Linked DNA regions of Zea mays: region 2 is linked to region 1. The links are chromatin contacts, called in public Hi-C maps. All regions are on one chromosome and are shown on one strand. Each heading gives the region's core, a stretch centred on a gene start, on an enhancer-like site or on the middle of the called end of the contact. The rest is flanking DNA. Distances are from core to core; before and after follow the strand shown.

Region 1 (6,898 bases), core at 3,767-6,266:
AACTTCTGACAGAAGATTTGCCACGTCTCTTTGTGCGGCCCAAAAAGATTGTCCTTGATTTTCAAAAGGGGAGAGCTATGGGACCTGTTTCAGGAAGTGTTGCAAGTGATATAATTCAAAATGTTGCAACTGACCTGATCCAAGAGGGGAATAAGGACTTTGTTGGAGAGCTATCAGTGACACTAGTTGATGCTAGAAAGCTTAGCTTTGTCTTGTTTGGTAAGAGGTCTTTGTTTGCCACTTGAATTCTACGATTCATGAAGAGATTTAGCATCTGCTTATTCTCCCTCCAGTGACAAATAAATGACGTCTCGACCACAGTGACACTGTTTCCAGGACACAACTTTGACTGCTAACTTTTGTTATAATATATTTGAAACATATTGCAAAATTTGCAATTATGGAACATTTTTATATAAAAAACTACTCATATCATTTTTTATATCAGAATTCAACAAAACCAGAGCCTTTTAGTCTCAAGCAAGTTGGGGTAGGATAGAGTTGAAACCGAACAAAAACCACAAGTCATTGTTCATGCACTTGGATTGTTGTTTTCCATGCACTGCTATTCAAGGTTAAATCTTTAGGTATTTTGCATCCTTTCAAGGATCTTTTTATGTCTCTTCCATGTCAACTTCGGGCTTTCCATGTCTCTCTTTTCATTGCTATCGCTCCTTAAGATCCAATTATGCACGAATGCCTCTAGAGGTCTCTTGAACATGTCTAAACCATCTCAATCGGTGTTGGACAAGTTTTTCTTCAATTGGTGCTACCTCGAGCCTATCACACATATCATTATTTCAGACTCGATCCCTTCTTTAATGGACACAAATCCAACACAACATACACATTTCTGCAACATTTATCTATTGGACATGTTGTCTTTTGTAGGCCAACATTCTGCACCATACAAAATAGCAGGTCTAAACGTCGTCCTATAAAACTTGCCTTTTAGCTTCTGTGTTAGCCTCTTTCCATGTAGAACGCCATATGTTTGATGCTATTTCACCCCCCTGCTTTGTTGCTATGGCTAACATCCTCGTTAATATCCTGTCATGATATAAACATCTAGAGCATTCATTCTTTCTACTCCTTAATAATCCTTTGGACTTGTTCCACCACCAAGTATCTTTAGCTTCACATCCACTCCCTTTGGTTGCTCCACACACCTTTGAGGCGACCTTATAAATGAAGGTTTCTATCTTCCCTTACATATTATTTGTGTTATCTTCTTCCTTCCAAGTGCCCTCGTTGATTGCCCTTTTTTGACGCCTCCTATTTCAGTTTCCACCACTTTGTTCTCGCAATCTTGGCTTGTTTATCCCTACGAGCACACACTTGAAAACAAAAGACCGACACCACAAGCTTACGTTGAGAGACAACACATTCCCCAGGTATCACCTTGCAATCCAAGGATGCTCGTTCTGCTTGTTTATCCTCTCTTCTTGTGAGGACATCAATTCAACTTGAGAGTATTGGCCATTACTATATGTCAGTAGATGAGATTCCTCTCTTCCTAAAGAAAGTGTTCGTTGTCAACAAGTCAAAAGGTACCGCAAAGTCCAAGACTTTCTCTCCCTCCCGATTCCTACTACCATACCCAACACCTTCATGCCCCTTGAGGTCTCCTCCCATGAAAAACTTCTCACTAATAGGTATAGTTCTAACAATGCTATCTAAGTCTCCCCAAAAAGTCACTTAGCACTCTCATTGGGGGTATACACACTAATTACGTTTAAGATCAAATCACCTACGACAAGCTTGACTAAGATAATTCTATCTCCTTGCCTTCTCACATCAACCACACCGTTCTTGAGGCTCTTATCATAAAAAAAATCCTACCTTATTTTTGTTTGCACTTGTCCCTATGTACCAAAGCTTGGAGTTGATATTGTCCACCTCCTTCGTTTTCTGACCCTTCTATTTAGTCTTTTGGACACATAAGATAAACTCTTAGTCGCTGCTTCAACTAACTTCTTTAACTTACCAGTAAGCGGCCCTACATTCCAACTACCTAAATGGTCGACTAACTTCTTTACCTTTTGCACCCGTCAATGATGTGAAGGCCCTTGCTCATTTTTCACTACATTAGGGCGATGATGTAGCGCGCCATTAAGAAAGCAGCGATCCGATTCTTGCTCATTTGACACCGTGCCCAAATCACGACACAATTTGTCACCAAGAGGGTGCTGATCTGGCCCTTGCCCATTTAGTACCATACCCTGGGTTCCAATATGGTGCATCGCTAAAAGGGTTATACCCCAACATTTTTGGGTTCTGTCTCAATTAGAAATGCTAGGTTTAACATTAGCTTGCCAAGGCTATCATAACTCTCCTTTACCAGGGCTTGGGACCTGCTATGTTGAGACAATATAGATGATTTTTTTATATCTAAACTCAACATATAGAAATATTTTGTAACCAAACTCTGGAATGGCTGACTTCAAACAGCCTAAAAATGCTATTTATTTGTGACCGGAGGGAGTAGTTAAGACTTAAGAGCCGATATCCAGCTCATCAATTGTTGTATTAAGTAAGAAAATGATGTGAATGGAAAATTTTCTTTTGGTAAATGAAGTCCAAAAGTAGAGTACAAGGCCCAACATTTTTTTGGGCCGACGTAAAATGACTTACATATTTTCTAGGTTCGGCAAGGTTTGTTTTAATCCTGTCCAAAGTAGCATAGCATCTTTTTCAGCTGGCTATATTTGCTAAGGAATTGGTTGAAAGGTTAATATCTCGACTGAAAGAAGCACATATCTGAGTGGTACTACCCTTAAGTATGGTAGCTCTTAGTTCAGCCAAAATTATGCGATAAAAAATACCTGTACAAGCTGGATAAAGCAGAAGTAAGAAAAGTCGACTCCTTTTGCTATGCTACCATTTTCATGTCGAGTTTGACACTACTTCTCGTGCAGGCAAGACAGATCCTTATGTTGTCATGATTATTGATGATCAAGTAATAAAGAGCAAGAAGAACAGTCAAACAACTGTGATTGGACTACCGGGAGAACCAATTTGGAATCAAGTAAAGCTTCAACTCTCTGAACACGTGTGTTTTCTGAAGACATATTTCATGCACGATATCATGCTTATAGATACAACATCAAACAGGATTTCCATATGCTTGTCGCAAATCCTCGCAAACAGAAGTTGACCATTCAAGTGAAGGATTCAATTGGTCTAACTGACATCACTATTGGCACCGGAGAGGTAAATTTGAGTGTGTGCAGAAGGCTTCCTTTTTGCAATGCCATTTATATTTGATATACACTACTGTGTCTACTATGCATAGATGGAAGACAGGTGAATAGGTCTGGTTTTCCTTGTCACCCTGGGCATGTTTTGATAAGTTGGGATGGGGGTTTCTGACAGTATTTTTGTCAGGTGGAGCTAGGGTCACTTAAAGATACAGTACCTACGGACAAAATCGTGACTCTATATGGAGGATGGGGTTTGTTTGGGAAGCGAGAGGCTGGGGAAGTTCTACTTCGGCTGACATACAAGGCATATGTCGAGGATGAAGAGGAAGAAGACGAGGCGGTGAGAAGCGAGATTGGTGCGGGTTACGCCTCAGACGAGGATGTGCTGGACTACGTTAGTGGCATGAGCAAGGGGACTGATTTCGTGGGTAAAGAAAGGGAAACTTTCATGGATCTTCTCGCCGCGCTGCTGGTGAGCGAGGAGTTCCAAGGCATAGTGTCATCCGAAACAGGAAGCTCGTCAAGAGAAGGTGAGCAGGCAGGCAGTGGACCAGAAGGCACAGACAGCGTCACTGTCCCTACTAGCGCTGCGGCGGCTGATACGGAGGCATCCACCGTGCCAAACAGCTCCACAGGTGAAGCTAATGTTGTGTGGTCTTTTATATCATGCATGATCTGCTTACCATAGTGACTAGGGGGCTCATGTGTTGGGCTTCAAATCTAGCTTACCTAACTTGCTTGGTACTGAACGGTATGACGTTGGTTGGGTTGGTGGCTTTCGTGCAGATACGGCTCTGGTGTGGCTGGCGGCCATAACGAGTGTGATGGTGCTGGTGTCCTCCAACCTCGGTGGCTCAGGCTACTTCAACCCGTGACCGTGAGTGAAGGCAACACTGGCTGTAACTTGTAAGGGTGACAACAAGAGAGTTCTCTTCTTGTTCTTTTTTTTTTCTTTTCTTTTGGAAGGCTAGTGAAGAGAGGCAACTGTGTATATTCATTTTTGCTGTCACCTCCTTCCGATTTGCTGAACATGGACCAGGATTTCTCCTGCTCGCGTCGCGGCAGGGGTCATTGCCATCGGTTACTGTTTCCAAGGCAAATGCGATTGTAGTTGTATCGTTAAAAAATATACCAAGAAAATTTAAGGCTGCCTTGTTAGGCATCAGCTTATGATTATGACGAGCTGTTTGAAGTACTTTTTTTTTTGGCTAAACAGGCCTTTTTGCGAATAGCTAATCATTCTCTCACATAGGAATAAGAACGTGATGAGATCAAGTTTAAAAAAACATTTTTTGCAGTTTTAACTCACACTTGTGGATCCTATATAATATGTTTTAATGAACTCATGAGATTTCGTGAGACCATAAATTCTACATGTAGAACTGTTTTGTCAAATACTGTAACAAAAGAGGTTTAATTTCATTGGTAAAGCTGTTTGTAGGAGTGAAGCTAACAAAACAACTCCATAATAAAATTAAACAGAACTTCATATTGTTCCAGTAAAAAAATGTAATGGAACTTTATATGTTCCAACAAAAAAATTGCAATTCGTTTTTTTTATTGATAATATTGTGGCTACCAGTACAGCGCTAGATGGATCACATGTATCTTATTTTTTCTGCGAACATGAAACGTTTACTTTTTCTTTGTTGGTGGTTACCGGTACAATGTTTGATGGATCACATTTATCTCATGAAACGTTTAATTCTTTTTGGTGTTGGATACCGGTACTTTTTACGTGATAAGCATAGATGGATTGCATGTACAGGGGCCACTGGCTATATATAAACAGAGGGTGCTGCTAGCACTCACTCCATTAATTTCCAGGGATGCACGCAGGCAAGGTGCGTCTCTCTCTCTCTCTGCTACATACATCCATTCAATGTCTTTCTAGTTAATTATTGTTTTTTTTTGTGGAATTTTGCACTTGGAAAAATGCCACTCCACTGCACATTCTCAGTTTAATTTGGAGGATCAATGGTAGCTAGCTAGAGCTACTAGAGACATACATGGCGGATCCTCTGGTGCGAGCGCGACCCAAAAGGAAGAAGGTCTTAGCGGACTACTTGGTGCGACTCCGATGGATTCCTGCCCTCTTCGTGGCCCTTCCAATATCTGCGCTGATCTACCTGAGCGTCTTCCTGGTGAACACGTGGTCCGCCATGAAATCCGAGAAGCGTCGACAGAAGGAACACCAGGAGAACGTAGAGGGTCGTGAAGCGTCTCAAGGAGAGGGATCCGAAGAGGGACGGCCTCGTCTGCACCGCGAGGAAGCCGTGGGTGGTCGTGGGCATGCGCAACGTGGACTACAAGCGCGCCAGACGCTTCGAGGTCGACCTCTCCGCGTTGAGGAACATCCTCGAGATCGACGCGGAGAGGATGGTCGCCAGGGTGGAGCCTCTCGTCAGCATGGCCCAGATAACCAAGGCTACCTGCCCCATGAACCTCTCGCTCGCCGTGGCTCCTGAGTTGGACGACCTTACCGTCGGTGGTCTGATAAACGGCTACGGGATTTCGGGGAGCTCTCACGTCTACGGCCTCTTCTCTGACACGGTTGTCTCCATGGAGGTCGTTCTTGCGGATGGGCAGGTCGTGAGAGCCACCATGGACAACGAGCACTCCGACCTCTTCTATGGCATGCCATGGTCGCAAGGCACGATCGGGCTCCTGGTTTCGGCTGAGATCAGGCTCGTTCGTGTGAAGGAGTACATGAGGCTCACGTACACTCCTGTCAGGGGCACCCTCAAGGAGATCGCGGAGGCTTATGCTGATTCGTTGTTCCTGCCGGCAAAGGTCCCTGACTTTGTGGAAGGGATGGTGTACTCGTCCTCGGAGGGCGTGATGATGACGGGCGTGTATGCCTCGGAACAGGAGGCGAGGAGGACGAAGGGCAGCGGCAGGATCATCAACCGTGTGGGCTGGTGGTTCAAGCCCTGGTTCTACCAGCACGCCGAGACGGCTCTCGAGAGGGGCGAGTTCGTGGAGTACATCCCCACGAGGGAGTACTACCATCGCCACACCAGGTCCCTGTACTGGGAAGGGAAGCTGATCATCCCGTTCGGCGACCAGCTCTGGTTCAGGCTCCTGCTCGGCTGGCTCATGCCGCCAAAGATCTCCTTGCTCAAGATCACCCAAGGCGAAGCCATCAGGAACTACTACCATGACAGGCACGTCATCCAGGAGACGTGCTGCTGCCCCTTCACAGGCTCAGCGACGCGCTGGAGTTTGCTCACCGTGAGCTGGAGGTCTACCCAGTGTGGCTGTGCCCGCATCGCCTGTTCAAGCTCCCCGTGAAGACGATGGTGCGGCCGGAGCCAGGATTCGAGCAGCATCGCAGGAAGGGTGACACCAGCTACGCGCAGATGTTCACCGACGTTGGCTTCTACTACGCCCCCGCCCCTGTTCTGCGGGGCGAGGACTTCGACGGCGCCCAAGCCGTGCACCGGCTGGAGCAGTGGGTCATCAGCAACCACGGCTACCAGGCGCAGTACGCCGTGTCTGAGCTCAGCGGCAAGGACTTCTGGAGGATGTTCGACGCCTCCCACTACCACCACTGCCGCCGCAAGTACGGCGCCGTAGGGACCTTCATGAGCGCCCACTACAAGTCCAAGAAAGGCAAGAAGACACAGGAGGAGGTGCTCCAGGCTGAAGCTGAAGCTGCGGATGCTGACGTGGTCGATGCAGTGACCAGCTGA
Region 2 (6,723 bases), core at 3,601-6,100, 310 kb after region 1:
CAGATGCACACTTAGGATAGTAGAAGTAATGCATTATATTGACTGACTGGGCATCATCATATGAACCTAGCTCATTTCCTAATCCAGATATGTTGGATTTGATTGTTGGCTAATTTTTCTCTTTTGGTTAAGGTGGGTTCTGCTGGTTGATGGTCATTGGTGACCATATGCTTCTGTAAGAAACATTTTTCTGTTGTTTATGCATGATATTTGTTGTTGTTGCTTCATTCAATAATATGTAATATACAAATTTTGTTGCAGCCTCAGATGTTATGGATGCCAAAAAAACATCTATTTAGTTACCCCGGTGTATTTTTAGAATTTTACTATTGTGCTCAATTAGGCTGCTATTGTGCTTGTAAATCTTATGGAGTTTTTTTTCAATATGACAGTCTACTAGCTATTGCTGAGGAGACCTTGGCAGAGTTTCTGTCGAAAGCAACAGGAACTGCTGTCGATTGGGTGCAAATGGTTGGGATGAAGGTAATTCACTTATTGTGACAAAAAGAAAGATATGTGCCATGTGTTGTCTACTTAAATTCTGTTTTGGCTAATTACTTAAAGCATGTATTCCTTTACAGCTTGGTCCGGATTCCATTGGAATCATCGCTGTTTCGTACAATTGCAGTGGCGTAGCAGCCCAAGCAGATCAAGGTCTGGTTCCAGAACCGCAGGTGCGTACGTCGCCGGAACACCCCGAGCCTCTCTCTCCGTCCATCATCTCGACTCTGTTTACGCCTCCGCTTATCTGCTGATAAATTATGCGCTCCTGCTGCTGAAATTTGTCTCCCCCACCCCCTCTTTTTTTAGTTTTGCTGTCTTCGGTTGGGTTAAATTATTATTAATGGGACGAGCTTCCTTGTTAGCTGCATATATGTGGGATGTTTGCTTTCATGTAAGTAAACTCCCAATCTCTTTCGATTCGGACCCTTCTTTCGTCTTGTTTACAGTCGTGCTAGAATGGTAGATGCGCATACCAATAGTAACACCATTGCTTCTATGAGATTACACGACTCCAAAGCGACTTGATCTCTGCAGATGTGGTCATGCTCCTTGCTCTTCATGTTCATGCAGTGTACCTCTTCCGTCGTGTATCCTTTGCATCTCTCTGTTCCCATAGCAGAATCAGTAGAGTTGGGGGGAAAATAGTAGCCTGATGGCAGGTGCTGTATTGTTAGTGAACAATGATTCTTCACCGACGAGTTCTTCTTCTTCTTCTTTTAATCCAAAGAGCTTGACAAACCTATCCGGCTATCTTGTGCAGGTTGTTGCCCATTTCGGAGCATCATGGTGTGTGATGTCCCTGTCCATGAACTACAAGTTTGAGGAGCTGGCGCAGACCCACCCCGAGGTCTTGTTCCTCTACGTGGACGTCGACGATGTCCAGGTAACAAAGCTCTTTGATCCTGTATGCAGGTCTCATGTCTTGGTTTTTCTTATGTCCTTTCGGATTCTTAGGGAAAACTGGTTGAATCACTGTCTCTTTTTTCTCCTGAAAGTTACTAGAAACGCCTCTTGCTAGTTTTTTGGTTAGTTCTTCTAGAATTCAGAAAGTTCAAATATGTTGCATTTAGTTGTTCTAGGACCAACAAAAAATTGTAAAATTACTTGAATAATATATTTATATGATTTTTATGGAAAAAATATATTCTTTTGAATCATAATCCAGCTTACCAGCCAGATTGTTTTCATGGAGTATTTCTGATTCCAAAAACGTTTTTTAAGAGAATATAAATCTGAAACATTTTTTAAAAAAAATCTAAAACTCTACCCACACACTCTTAGTCCAGACTTCTGACAAAAAAGTAAAAAACAGAAGATAAACTCTAAAAAGCAGTTGTTTAGACTGCTATAGTTGTAATCCCTGCGATGGTTTATGTCAAGCCTGACATCCAAACAAAATTTTAGTTAGCTGCAGAGTGTTCTGTAGGGCAATTGATCTTCACAGTTGTTTAGTTTTAAATATCTAAATTATAGCTGCATCTTGTTCCTTAATGGTTAGCTGCTTTCTTCTCACAAAGCTCATATTAGTTGTCGAGGGTTTTCCAAAATCCTTTGTTGTTTATGGTATGAAGTTAAACTGTGAACTTGGTTGTTCTGTTCCCTCCAATAGAATCCAGGAATAAACTTGTTGGATTGCTGCCCAACATGGAAACAAGGAACCGGTATCACTTTCGTAGTCAAGGAGCCTGCTGGTCTTTTCAGCACAGAAGCCAAGAAGGCGTACCAAGTTCATCACATGATTGATCATTCCGACAGTGGACACCTCGGCACGGAACTGCTTGTCCCCATGTTGAAACCCATCTAGCCTTTTCACTGCAATTGGAGTTGAGCTTGAGCCTGCAGGAAGTTGACCTTTGAACACCGAGCCAAAGGCGCCTTCTCCCAACTTCACCGAGAAGTTGTCAGTGGCGCGCTGCAGATCGTTGTGCCGGAAGGTGGTCAACCTCGCAGTGGTATTCTCAAATACCAGAAGAACGCTCTCTTGGCGGCAGCAGCATCTCCTTCGAGTTAGCACGGGAAGGATTAGCAAAACTGCAACAACTCCACTAGCAACTATACCAATGAGCGTAGCCTTGTGCACTGCAGCAGCTGGCAGCTCGGATCGGCATGCCTGAGTGAATAAGAGGGTTCCTCCTCCATCGCTAGTGTGCTGTTCTTGGAGGTTGACCAGGTCTCCATGCCAAACAAAACAGTCAGTGTCGTTATATGTGTAAGCACTGCAGCTGCAACTGTTGAAGCAAGTCACTTGACAATCCTCAGGGCTCCCAGCATTTGCGTCAGGGTTGCAGCTACCATACGGTCCGCATATCTTGTACACCTCACAGTCTCACACTGTGGTATGTGGCTCCGACCAGTATAGGGTCCATTTCTAGCCCTCATTGAGCCATAAGAATTGCTTTAATTAACTGCTTTAAAAAACTGAATTCTTTCTCGAAACTAAAGTATACACTGTGAAACTGCACTAACCAAAAGTCGTAGACATCTGTTTCAAATCCTTGATGCACATATTCTCTTTCTCTGGATTGATCTATCATTCCCAACTTCGGAGCATACCCTCCAAATCCTGATCTCCAGTCTAAAAGATTTCTTCTCCATTTCACTTGTTCCTCGCCTCCAGCAGAGTATCCACATCTCGGTCCCAATATCTTATTGATCAGTACTAAAACCAACATGGATCGATACGATTTTATCTTGATTTTTTGAGAATAGAATCGACACCATAGAGTACAGATAATCTGTAGGAAACAGTCAGCTTTGATGAGTTTTAATTTAGCTGCAGAGTGTTCTGTAGGGCAATTGATCTTCACAGTTGTATAGTTTGAAACATCTAAATTATAGCTGCATCTTGTTCCTTTATGGTTAGCTGCTTTCTTCTCACAAAGCTCATATTAGTTGTCAAGGGTTTTCCAAAATCCTTTGTTGTTTATGGTATGAAGTTAAACCGTGAACTTGGTTGTTCTGTTCCCTCCAGTAGAATCCAGGAATAAACTTGGCTGCTATTGGATCAACAAACTTTCTTTCATTCTTATTAGATTTTGATATACATTCCTTGCACTGGTTATTGAATGCTACTAACTATTCGCTATGGTGATAGTAGATTAAGGAAAGCATGTGCTTAGATGTTACTTTCCTGTTAATATATTTTGTAGAATAAAATTGATCCAATCTTTAACGTTGTTGTGTGAAGAACTGTGCTTCTAAATTTTAAACATGTGTTTCTCTGCAGTCTCTCCTTGGTCTGGGCTGAGAGTATAGTCTATAATAAGCCTTATTCGTGTTTTATGTAATGTTGATTTTGTACTAAATGAAACATCACTGATAGGTGCAACCTGTATGGAAATCACCCGACCTCAGAAAGGCCCAACAGAAATCACATGCTTCTTTACCTCTGGTGTCCGTGCTACTGGCCCAAGCCGAGGGCAGTCTTGGCTCCAAAACCAAGTGGGAAAGAAACCTTCACCTCAAATGGTTCTCATGGACCCTAGGTATGAATTGAACCAACCTTCGAATGAAAGCTATTCGGTTTTTAGTCAGATGTTTGGTTGGAGTCTCAATGCATTTTTCTATTTCCCGTTTGGTTGTGTAGAATTGAGGCATGTTGAGGTGTATGTCCAAATACATATGCTGGAAAGGTAGTATATCGGCTGCAACTGTTTGTCAGCAGAACCAGCTGGTGGAGACGATCCAGAGCCCCGAGTTATGGTTGCTTTAGACAATTCATCTGAACCCGTCCTGTCCCAGGTAATATAAAGCTCTGCTATAACAAATATACGTGTAGCCTTTTGTCACGGGTATCATCCGTGCGCATTCTAGCAGGCGACGCGTCCGTTGTATGATGCTCGTGCTTTGTCGCTCCTCCACTAACAGTGTCAACCGGATTACTCCAACATCATTTTTTCACCAAATGTGAGCATGCTAAGAACTCTGTTATATCTCATCCTTGCAGCCCTCACCCAATTAAGCAATTTTGATGAGCAAGACAATGTCCCAAACACAATCGTGGGAGCAGCGCACGGACATGTACATGAGCCCCTTCGTACCTATGGTTGCAGTGCAGTGGTAAAATAACTAGATTAAAATAATGAAGTTTATGTATAGCTATGGATTTTGAAACATTTTCTCATAACAATGTAACACATTTATACATAACTTGTTGTGTTAATATGTTTCCGTTGCAACGCACAGACACTCATCTAGTGATACAAAAGCCCCCGTCATTACCTTTGACTTGTCCGATTGTACTAAGTTGGGCCAATAATACCAGGCCCAAAGGCCTAGGAGGAAGAAGATAAGGGTGCCCGTTTCTCTCCTCGACGACGACATTCTCAACTCTGAAACGGCGATGTCACGGCTACTCCCGCCCGTGCTCTCTCCTTTACCGGCGTTCTCGCTGCCGCCGCCGCTTCTTCCTCGCATCCACATCCGCACGTCGGCGGTGAGAGGCGGTGCGGCGGAGAACGCGATGGCGTCCGGGACGACGGCGAGGGAGCGGCGCCTGGTCAAGGTGCGGGAGGAGCGCCGCCGCCGCGAGTACGACCGGGAGCACACCTACCCCGGATGGGCCAAGTACGCAGCTTGCGCCTCCTTTCCCTCTCTCTCTCTCTCTCTCTCTCTCTCTCTCTCTCTCTCTCTCTCTCTCTCTCTCTCTCTCTCTCTCTCTCTCTCTCTCTCTCCCTCTCTCTCTCTCACTATGTATTGGCTGGATGCCATCGTTTGTTTGTTCCGTTTCTCAGTTGTTTTCGTCTCGGCCTTCTATTCCTGTCGAAATCCAAATGCTTGGCTGCTGTTTCTTAATGCCGTGATATGGTAATGCAGGGTACTGGAGAACGCCTGCAGGGATGATGAAGAGCTCCGCGCCATTCTTGGTGATAGCATCGGCAACCCGGAGCTCATGAAGCAACGGGTAAGTGCTGTTGCTGAGTTCAATTCTTTTGCTCTTCCTATTTCGCTGTTTTACTGGGAGAATTTGCTGACCCTGGTAAACAGTACTCATGCCATGCCTTGTGTACTACGCGATTCACAGATCCAGGAAAGGGTGCGCAAGAAAGGCAGGGCCCAATTCAATAAATCCAAGACAGGCTCCATTGTTGCTTTTAAAGTCAGCTTTCGAGAGTGAGATTCTCACCCGCTATAGTCACGTTTGTGTTTCTCTGTTTTCCATTTCGAAGGATCAGAAGTGGAGTGTGCTAATAGTTCCTACGGCACATATGATACTGTGATAGGATCAGCTTAGTTGGACTACCTGAGCTGAGCTGCTAAACACATGCTTCTAATGAAATGGCTCCATGTTTCTGTAAAAATATACATTTGCACATATCTTTTGATTCTGTTTAACTTTAATGGCCTTGGATAATAGATGATCATCTCCTCACTTTACATCCTCAACCAACTTGTATTTACATGCTAAAACGTTTGTACCTCGTTTATAAATCCTAAACTAGCACATGAAGACGAATCAACACTCAATAACTCGGTGTCTGGATTAATGGCACTCACATTTCACAGGCAATAGATTTGATGCTTGTTGTCACCCCATTTCTTCCCTTGCTCTATGTATGTCTGATTCTCAGTCCAAATGAGCTGTGCCAATGTCTGAATATTCATGTTTTTTTTCTTGTTTATTCCACTTTCAAATGTAATAGATCTTAGTTCTTGTCTTCCGTAGAAGCAGGGGGTTTATGAAATCGTTGTTTTTTTTTTCTAAAACGGAAGAGCTTTAACAAGTTAAGCTTGAATGACATTTGTTCTTTTATTGTTGCAGCTTTAACCCATTGAATTCTTTCATTTGGTTTGAGCTCTTTGGAGAACCAACAGATCGAGATGTTGACCTGCTTGGTGGTGTAAAGTGGCATTGTACAATTTCATTGGATTCTCCTTATTCAGAAAACAACATACTGTCTTGACGTGAAGTGTTCTTTACAGGTAGTCCAAGCTTGGTATGTCATGGGAAGGCTAGGAGCTTACAATTCTTCAAATTTGCAGGTTGGGTTCATTCAAATTTATCTTTTTATTTCCTTTGTTGGCTACTTAATTCGTCAGTTCTTTCGAGAACATGTAACGTTGCCAGTTTCAATGTCAGCTGGCCAACTCAATGATGGACTACGACCCTTCATATGATTCTGAAGAAGCTTCCACAGTAATGCCATCATCTTTCCATGATATCAGTGATGTTGAGTTCCAAGACAATTGGGCCAGGGTTTGGTGAGCGTTGGAACCATT

What was found. A called contact is a pair of places that touch in the nucleus more often than the background predicts.
Region 2: a Hi-C map of endosperm shows a contact between it and region 1, with 2.5 times the contacts expected there. The contact joins the promoter of LOC100273361 here to the promoter of LOC113633878 in region 1. A contact is called at or near these places in 7 of 25 Hi-C or Micro-C datasets (ear, endosperm, leaf and 2 more).

Annotation. Positions count from the first base shown.
Region 1 is chr4:174,228,515-174,235,412 of Zm-B73-REFERENCE-NAM-5.0, forward strand. LOC113633878 reads left to right here and starts at 5,017. Exons shown (of 2, transcript NM_001150333.1): 1 at 5,017-5,412; 2 at 5,414-5,454. The coding sequence starts at 5,213. The coding sequence ends at 5,454. It overlaps LOC103654090 (tricalbin-3), which reads left to right. Exons shown (of 8, transcript XM_008680890.4): 4 at 1-219; 5 at 2,919-3,028; 6 at 3,115-3,213; 7 at 3,388-3,838; 8 at 3,990-4,379. The coding sequence ends at 4,078. It also overlaps the pseudogene LOC100276578.
Region 2 is chr4:174,539,888-174,546,610 of Zm-B73-REFERENCE-NAM-5.0, forward strand. LOC100273361 reads left to right here and starts at 4,851. Exons shown (of 8, transcript NM_001147800.1): 1 at 4,851-5,070; 2 at 5,320-5,407; 3 at 5,528-5,616; 4 at 6,266-6,344; 5 at 6,427-6,486; 6 at 6,584-6,705. The coding sequence starts at 4,967.